Regions from separate parts of the Mus musculus genome. Here region 2 is linked to region 1. A link is a contact called in public Hi-C data. All regions are on one chromosome and are shown on one strand. The core of a region is the stretch at or near the end of the contact, and the rest is flanking DNA. Distances in the headings are between cores, read along the strand shown.

Region 1 (3,486 bases), core at 844-3,343:
GCTTGGCTGGCTCTCTCCTTTGAAGAAATGCTTGATTTTATTCTCGGTAGGAAAAAGATATCGGAAACTCCAGCCGTCCTTTTCATAGGATGCTCATTGCTAGAGATCTGTTAGCTTAGTTGGATTAGGGAAATAGAGTCCCGTTTCCTAAGAAGGGCCACTCTTTGCCGAAATGGAGGAAGCTCCAGTGGATGCTGGGAGAAAAGACTTTGGAAGGTCTGTGTATCAGAAGTGGAGGGTTGAAGGTGGGGGTGGGGTGGGCTTCAACCCCAAGGAAAAGCAACTCACTTTTCTCCTAGAAACAGACAAGGCTGACAAGGCCACTAGCTTCATGGGGTTTCATCCCGTGTGGCCCATGGAATTCATCCAGCAGGTTCTCAATTAAGGAGGCTGGCTGCCTTTCCTTTTATTCTCTTAACTTTGTGATAAATGTTAGCGACCCGATCCTATCTATTATGGTGCCATTATCACAGAATGTTGACGGAGCTGGTTCTTTTATCTTCATTACGGGGCTGCCTCCCTTGCAGATTTATGCATTTTTTATATTAAATTCTTTGTTTAAGCCTACTCTCTTGTTGACTTTCATTGACCCACCCCACCCCAGTCCCTAATACTTTCCCATATTTAATATTGAAACATTTTTTTCCCCCTCAGTGCTCCTCTTGGCTTTGTTGCCATTCGTTTGACGGCTGTCCCTAATGGCCTGGGCTGTTTGCTCTGTTCTTGAACTTGGTGGGGGTCACACATTCTTAAACAGTGATGTTCTCTGAATGTCCACCCTTGCTGTCCAGCTAAGTTGCTCTGTGTCATAAGCTCTGCCCTTTTCTCCGCCCCTAACTACCAACTGCCCCTAATCACTTAAACAAACACCTTTCCTAGTGGTGGCTCAGGCCCCTGGGCCTTTTGGGTTTTGTTTAGCAGAGGCCAAAGTTGGGCCTGGCCCACCGGCGGCTTGGCCCCTCTGACCTGATACATCGCAGCTCTTCTCCTTGGAGCGCGGCCTTGTCCAGCGCCCCCTGGGCCAAAGGCCAGGGTCCGGGCAAGATTGACCAGCTGCTTGAGGTGACCGCAAAAAAGACATCAACGGACAACTTTAGCTTAGAGCAGGCAAATGAACGTATTTATTTCCCCACTCCACCCCTCCCCCATCCACTAACCCCATCTACTGCGGTGCTAAGAGAAAGACAAAGGGGGAAAATATTGGGAAGAGGGGCAGGAGAGGCTCATTCCGCACCAGAAATCTTAGCTCCCTTCTTGGGGGCCGTCTGTTCAGTTTCACAACACTTACAAGAGCAATTTCCAGAATTGAAGTTGCCTGGTGTTTTGATTCTTCCGTTGCCTGTGCATTTGTGCCCCGAAGGTCCCTTCCAAATGGATACTAATTGTGGGGGCTGCACACTGCTGGCTGCTCCAATGCCCCAGGGCCCCGAGGACCTGCTTCTCAAAGCCTTAATTGACAAGGACCTGTCTGTATTTAGGAGCAGCTGGTCCAGAGCGTTGGCACATCAGTGCAATCTTAACGCAGCATCCCTAGCCCCGAGGAGGATGAGGGTAAATGTGGTTAAAATGAAGGAAGATTTATAGCCCGCCCCCTTGGGTAATAGGACAGAAGACAGCTCCCAAGATTTTCCCCTACGAGGGGGTTCATTCATCAGCTCCCGGGCCTAGTAACCCGATAGGAGGCTCGATCTCGCTATTATTGCTAATGGGGGAGGGGAGGAGGAGCTCTCAGAACAATTAGGCAGGTGACAATATCTCACTACAGGGCATAGACCCCTAAACTAGACGGAAATTTGGCTCAGCACGACCGTTGTCTCTCGCTTCCGCGGGATCCGGCGCGGCGCCGGTGCTTCTCTGCCTGGGTCTGGCGCTGGATTAATGGTGGCGCCGCGGGCAGGCTGGGACTCAGAGAGCAGAGGGCGATCTGGCTGCCCTTCCCCGGAACAGGGAGGCTTTCAGAGTCCTTTGCGACTCCTCAGGACATTTCAAAGTCCCAAAATGCGGGTGGAAGGGGTGATCATATAGATCAGCTTCTCCCACCCGGCTCCCCAATTCCCGGGCTACACGCTGCGAGCGCCTTTCTGAGACCTGCTCGCTCGGTAGACAACCTCCATTCAGCTGCTTACAAAGAAGGTTGATTGGTTCAAGAGGAAGCCGGTTTTGTTGTGATGTGTGGGAAATACTTTGATGTCCGCCCGGTTCGCACGTGTGAACAGGGATAATGGCGTTTGGGCATCTTCATTGAAATTTGAAGTTTTTAAAGCAGAAATTCCCCAACTTTTGCCTGTTTTTCTCAACATTTTCTTTTTCTTTCTTTCTTTCTTTTTCCTGCCTTCAGGAACAATGCCAACATTGAAGCCCTCGGTTGGAGTCTGCACAGTTGGAGATCTTTGGTGCCGTTTTTTTAGACATCTTTGGATTTCATCAATCAAACTGACTGCAATTTTCCATAAAAACCCTGAATTTGGGTCAGAAAGTGGGCAAAGTAGATAAAGATCATTCGAGCTGTCTTATAAGATGATAAATAGTTATCCTTTCAGGCCAACAATGCTAAAGTGCAGTTTTGTGATTCCCTTCCATGGGTTGTGAATGCAGTGAGTCGAAACGATTTATACATGTTTTCCCATGGTTTAGGGGGTGTCTTTACATACTTGTCAATAGTAGTCTGACCTTTCCCCCATGGAGTGGCTAAGTGTTAGTGGCTTTGGGTACTTTTTTCCCCCTTGGGGGTGCCCGTGCTTCCTCTTAAGAACCACACAAGAAAAGAAGGCTTTATTATTAATAGAATATGGGTCTGATCTAGACAATTCTCCTCAAATAGACTGGTTGCAGAGACCCATGAGTTTGGTACAGAATTTCCATCTGTTAATCTTGGGAGTACCTCTTTGGACACCATGCTGGGATGTGAACTCACTTTCTTAACAACCACATGTTCACTGGCACCGTGTCCTTATGCTTGAACTTGACGAATGGACTTTTGTATGAGGTGAACAAAAAGAGACACTAAAAGAAGTAGCAGAAGGAAGTTGCAAAAAGAGTATGAGCCCGCAACTCCCAGAGATCTTTCAGAATGCTAGCTGACTCAATTTCGTAGTGAATAAATGCAACTTAAACATTTCCTCCTCATTACTAAAAATAGTTCTTTAGCACGCACAGCATGTCACATGTCACGTTTTACACACTGGCCAACCGCTTTTCTAAATTGTCTTTTCTATTTTCTTGATCCTCACGCTCAAAATGTGCTCGGTTTTGAGAATCCCTTTAGCCAGTGTTTTTTTTGACTCACCTGGCAGTTTGAAAGATTCATGAGCAATCTTCATGGAGAAATCACAGCTGCCCTTCTTGGCTTCTTAAGAATTATCTGAGGTGTCCTATGAGCTCATAGATCTTGTGGGAGCATACACAAGTACCTAGGGAAGTACATTTATTTCTTTTGATTGAAGATTCCTTCCTATATCTGTCACAAGAACACCGGCTCCCTTCTGT
Region 2 (3,506 bases), core at 836-3,335, 7.8 Mb before region 1:
TTTTCAAGCTTGGTCATCTACCAAAAAACACCTAGTGAGCTTTTATAAAAACATCCAAAGTAACCCAGTTTTGCTGGGCGTGGTAGCGCACGCCTTTAAGGCCCATGAGTCTCTGTGAGTTCCAGGTCAGCCTGATCTACACAGTGAAACCCTGTCTCAGAAAACAAACAAACAAAAACCCCACCAAGATCCTACAGATTTTTCATGACAGGCAGCCTGAGCAAATACTGAGAAAGGCCTTCTCCTTCCTCCTCCCATCCTGGAACAAGAAGCGATTGACTTAACACTGCCCCACCCACCCAACCTCATCCAACCCTTTGATAAATGGAAAAGTACAGTGGTGGAGTACTTGTTTGATGGGCAAAGGGGGCTATGCTTGGTCCTCAGCATTGTTTCCCCACCCCAAATGTGTGTATTGGGCACCTACTATAAGCCAGGCTCAGCTGAGAATTCAGTAGCACACAAGGCCAGCCCCTTGGGAATGCCCAATACATTATTAAATGGATCAACAAATCAACTTAGAGCTGGTAGGTTACGGAAGGCCATGGGAGTGTGAAAGAAAGCTCTGGGTGTTGGCAAAAATCGATGCCTGAAGTGACATTTAAAATGAGATCTGCCAGGATCGTGAGGAATAAGTTTCAGACCATCAAAGAACTCAGGGACAGGACACACAGAGTCCTGAAGAGTCTCTCTCTCTCTTTTTGAGTTGAGAGAGCTGAAATGAAGCCAGAGACACTGAAAGAAGAAATTCAGTTTTTATGTATGTGAAGTAAGAAAAATAAAAGCCATCATCCTTGACAGTTTGTGAGGAATTAAGGACTGCTGGCCCATTGTGCCTAAAGTCTGATTATGATTATTGTTGTTGTTGCTCAGCACCTCAGCTGTCCTCAGAGCAGATGCCATCAGAGGCTCTGGGTGTGGCTTCAGCTCAGGGCTAAGTTCTCCCAGACCTGTCCTCCTTAGGCTTCAAGGCTTTTGCACCCACTCTGGAGAGCCCCTCTCCTTGGCTCCTTCAACCTTCCATTTCTGGGCAGCAGCCTCATGGACCTGAGATGTGCCAGGGATACCGCACCACATCCCACTCCCTACCTAGTCCAAAGTCCCATTCCTGCCTTCCCTACTTGGGGCTGTATCCTAAACTTTGAAACTTTCCCCCAAGTAAACAGCTGTATGCTCACCCACGTATGAAGGAGGGCTCCATTTGAGGGTATAATGGTCCTCACAAGACCACCCTCTTCAAGAGCCTTGTGTGTCAGGGAGACAAAGTAGCCTTGCCCACATAACACAGTTAATCCCAGCAGCCCTCCTAGAAAAAGTGACATCACCTCAGCTGTTTGTGGGGCAGAGCCCCTGCCTATGCAAGGTCAATGGCTTAATCTAGGTCTGACAGGTAGAGATGCCAAGGCCAGGACTCAGATCTCATCTCTCTAAGGTGGGGTTCTAGACAAGTCTGCCAGCAAATATGTATGGGCGACCGTTGTGTGCCTGGCAGTAGGCTAACACTTCACACGGTGTTTCTCTCCCACAATGATGCTGTGGGGAAGGTACATTTATTATGTCCTCTTTTTTGTTATGGTCCAACCCTTGCTTCATGTGGCTTTCCAACATACTAAAGTTCCAAGGCTCGGTCAAATGGTTCATGTGACAAAAAAAGAGCAGACTGGAACTAAGAGGAGGGTAGGGGTCGGGAGCCTTATTTTATGCACCCGTGTCCAGAACACAGGAAGCTCTGAATGAAATCAAAACCTCATTATTTTATTTCAAAAGCTCACTACAATCAGTCTGAATTTCTGTAGGTTTAACTTCTGGTTGGGTATCTTTCCCAGATGACTTCAAATTGCACCTAAGCAGAAACTGGGTCTGTTGTGTTAACTCTTAGTGTTTGTCAGACAGGCAGTCCATAGTCCGCCTAGATGAGAAGTCATACCTGCTCTGAAAGTCTGGCTCCTCATTTCACAGGCAGAGAAACCGAGGCTGCGAAACACCAGAAAATAGCAGAGCCAGAATATTTGACCATGGTTTCTTCTTCCCTCTTCTGAGGGAGGATCTCACACAGCAGCCAAGAATGGCCTCAACTTGCATCTTCCGGCCTCAGCTTCCCAAGTGCTGCACTTTCAAGCTAAGTCCCTCTTCTCTTTTCATGCAATTCATAGCTCTCAGTGGACGGTGTCCTCAGATCAAAATGGACAGAACCTGGCCACCCAGGTTGTGCAGCTGAACCGATCCCAAGTTCATGCATTTGCCCCGTCCGGGTGCAGAGATTCATACAGTAGCCCCAGCGTCAGGGTATCCTGCGGGTCACCCTGCTCTCCGAGCGCTCGGCTGCGCCCTCCCGGGTCTCCCCCTCTTCCTTGTCAAGCTCGCGGGATAAAAACAAATGAATCCACACGGTTGCACCGACCCATAGCCTCCCAAACAAGGCACCATCAATCCCTAACCCACCTGAGCAGCTGCCCTTCAGGGCAGAGCCACCACAGGTGCGCATGCTCCCCCTCCTCCCCTGAGCCCGTGCGCATGCGTGGGTGTGGGGCGGGAGAACTTGAGCTTGTAGGCAAGCGCCTGAGTATGTGGCGTGTGTGCTGGGGGAGGAAGGGTAGGCGGGAGTACATGGACTTGAGAATCAGTGTGAAGGTGAGACATAGTGTGTGCGAGGGGAGTGTGCGTGTCCGCACTGTGTGGAGTGCGTGGGGACCCATGGATGCGCTTTGTGCAATGCGAATTTGTGAGCACGCCAGTGCGGGTTCGAGGCAGACACTGTGTGCGCGCGCGGGGTGCTGGGGGGGGGGGGGGAAGAGACGGACGTGTGAGCTGAGGGCATGGCTAGGCCATCTAAAGGGAGTTCCCCTCCAGTCAGAGCCAGGGTGCACCGCCTTGGGCTCACCTCTTTCACTGCCTCAAAGTTTGCTCTTTGCCTGGCGGATCATCTTTCCATTCATTTACATGACCTGCTTTGATGGTGTGCCAACAGATGCCAGACTGTGTTAGGCGCTGGCGGTGGGTGGGGGTGGAGGGGACAGACCAAAATTAAATAGCTTTACATCTCATGCATCATCTGCATACACTGGAAATTTGGGGTTTCCTGTTTCTGTGTGACTGCTTTGCAAAATGTCAGTGAACCACAGAGAAGTTGCCCTCTTGCCTGTAAATCAAGGAGCATGAAGTAGCTAATGAGACCAGAGACTCTACACAGAAAGGCCCTCCATAACAAGGCCTTGTCAGTCTCTCTGACCATTCCAACTGTAGGCCTCCTGGCTCCTCAGCTTTGCTTCCCGCATGGCCGTCTCTGTCTCCTCTTCCTTTCCTCAACTTGAGGTCTTGCCTCAGACATCATTTTCCCACGTGTTTTTTTTTTTTTTTTTTTTTTTTTTAGATCAAAATCCTTACTCTATACTCTGTATAGTCTTACCATATCAGATAGTCTTCTTCTCTTAAGACAGTTATCTCTTTCTTCCATACTGTGTGCTGTGCTGAGTAGGTTTGTTTATTGTGTGAATCCCCCTGCTGGA

The links. Hi-C and Micro-C count contacts between places; a contact is called where the count stands out from the background.
Region 2: a Hi-C map of epiblasts shows a contact between it and region 1, with 11 times the contacts expected there. The contact joins two enhancer-like sites. A contact is called at or near these places in 1 of 39 promoter capture datasets (cranial neural crest) and 4 of 484 Hi-C or Micro-C datasets (embryonic stem cells and epiblasts).

What each region holds. Positions count from the first base shown.
Region 1 is chr5:67,221,163-67,224,648 of GRCm38.p6, reverse strand. Gm33293 (predicted gene, 33293) reads left to right here. Exons shown (of 2, transcript NR_169035.1): 2 at 2,339-3,486. Among named protein-coding and RNA genes, the nearest start is that of Gm33293, 8.8 kb to the left of the region's middle. Within about 2 kb of position 2,093, at least 14 of the 459 cell types and tissues checked have an H3K27ac peak or open chromatin away from gene starts, as enhancers often do. A contact at or near this core is called in epiblasts, where this site is marked.
Region 2 is chr5:75,066,355-75,069,860 of GRCm38.p6, reverse strand. No RefSeq gene overlaps it. Among named protein-coding and RNA genes, the nearest start is that of Gsx2, 7.5 kb to the left of the region's middle. Within about 2 kb of position 2,085, at least 105 of the 459 cell types and tissues checked have an H3K27ac peak or open chromatin away from gene starts, as enhancers often do. A contact at or near this core is called in epiblasts, where this site is marked.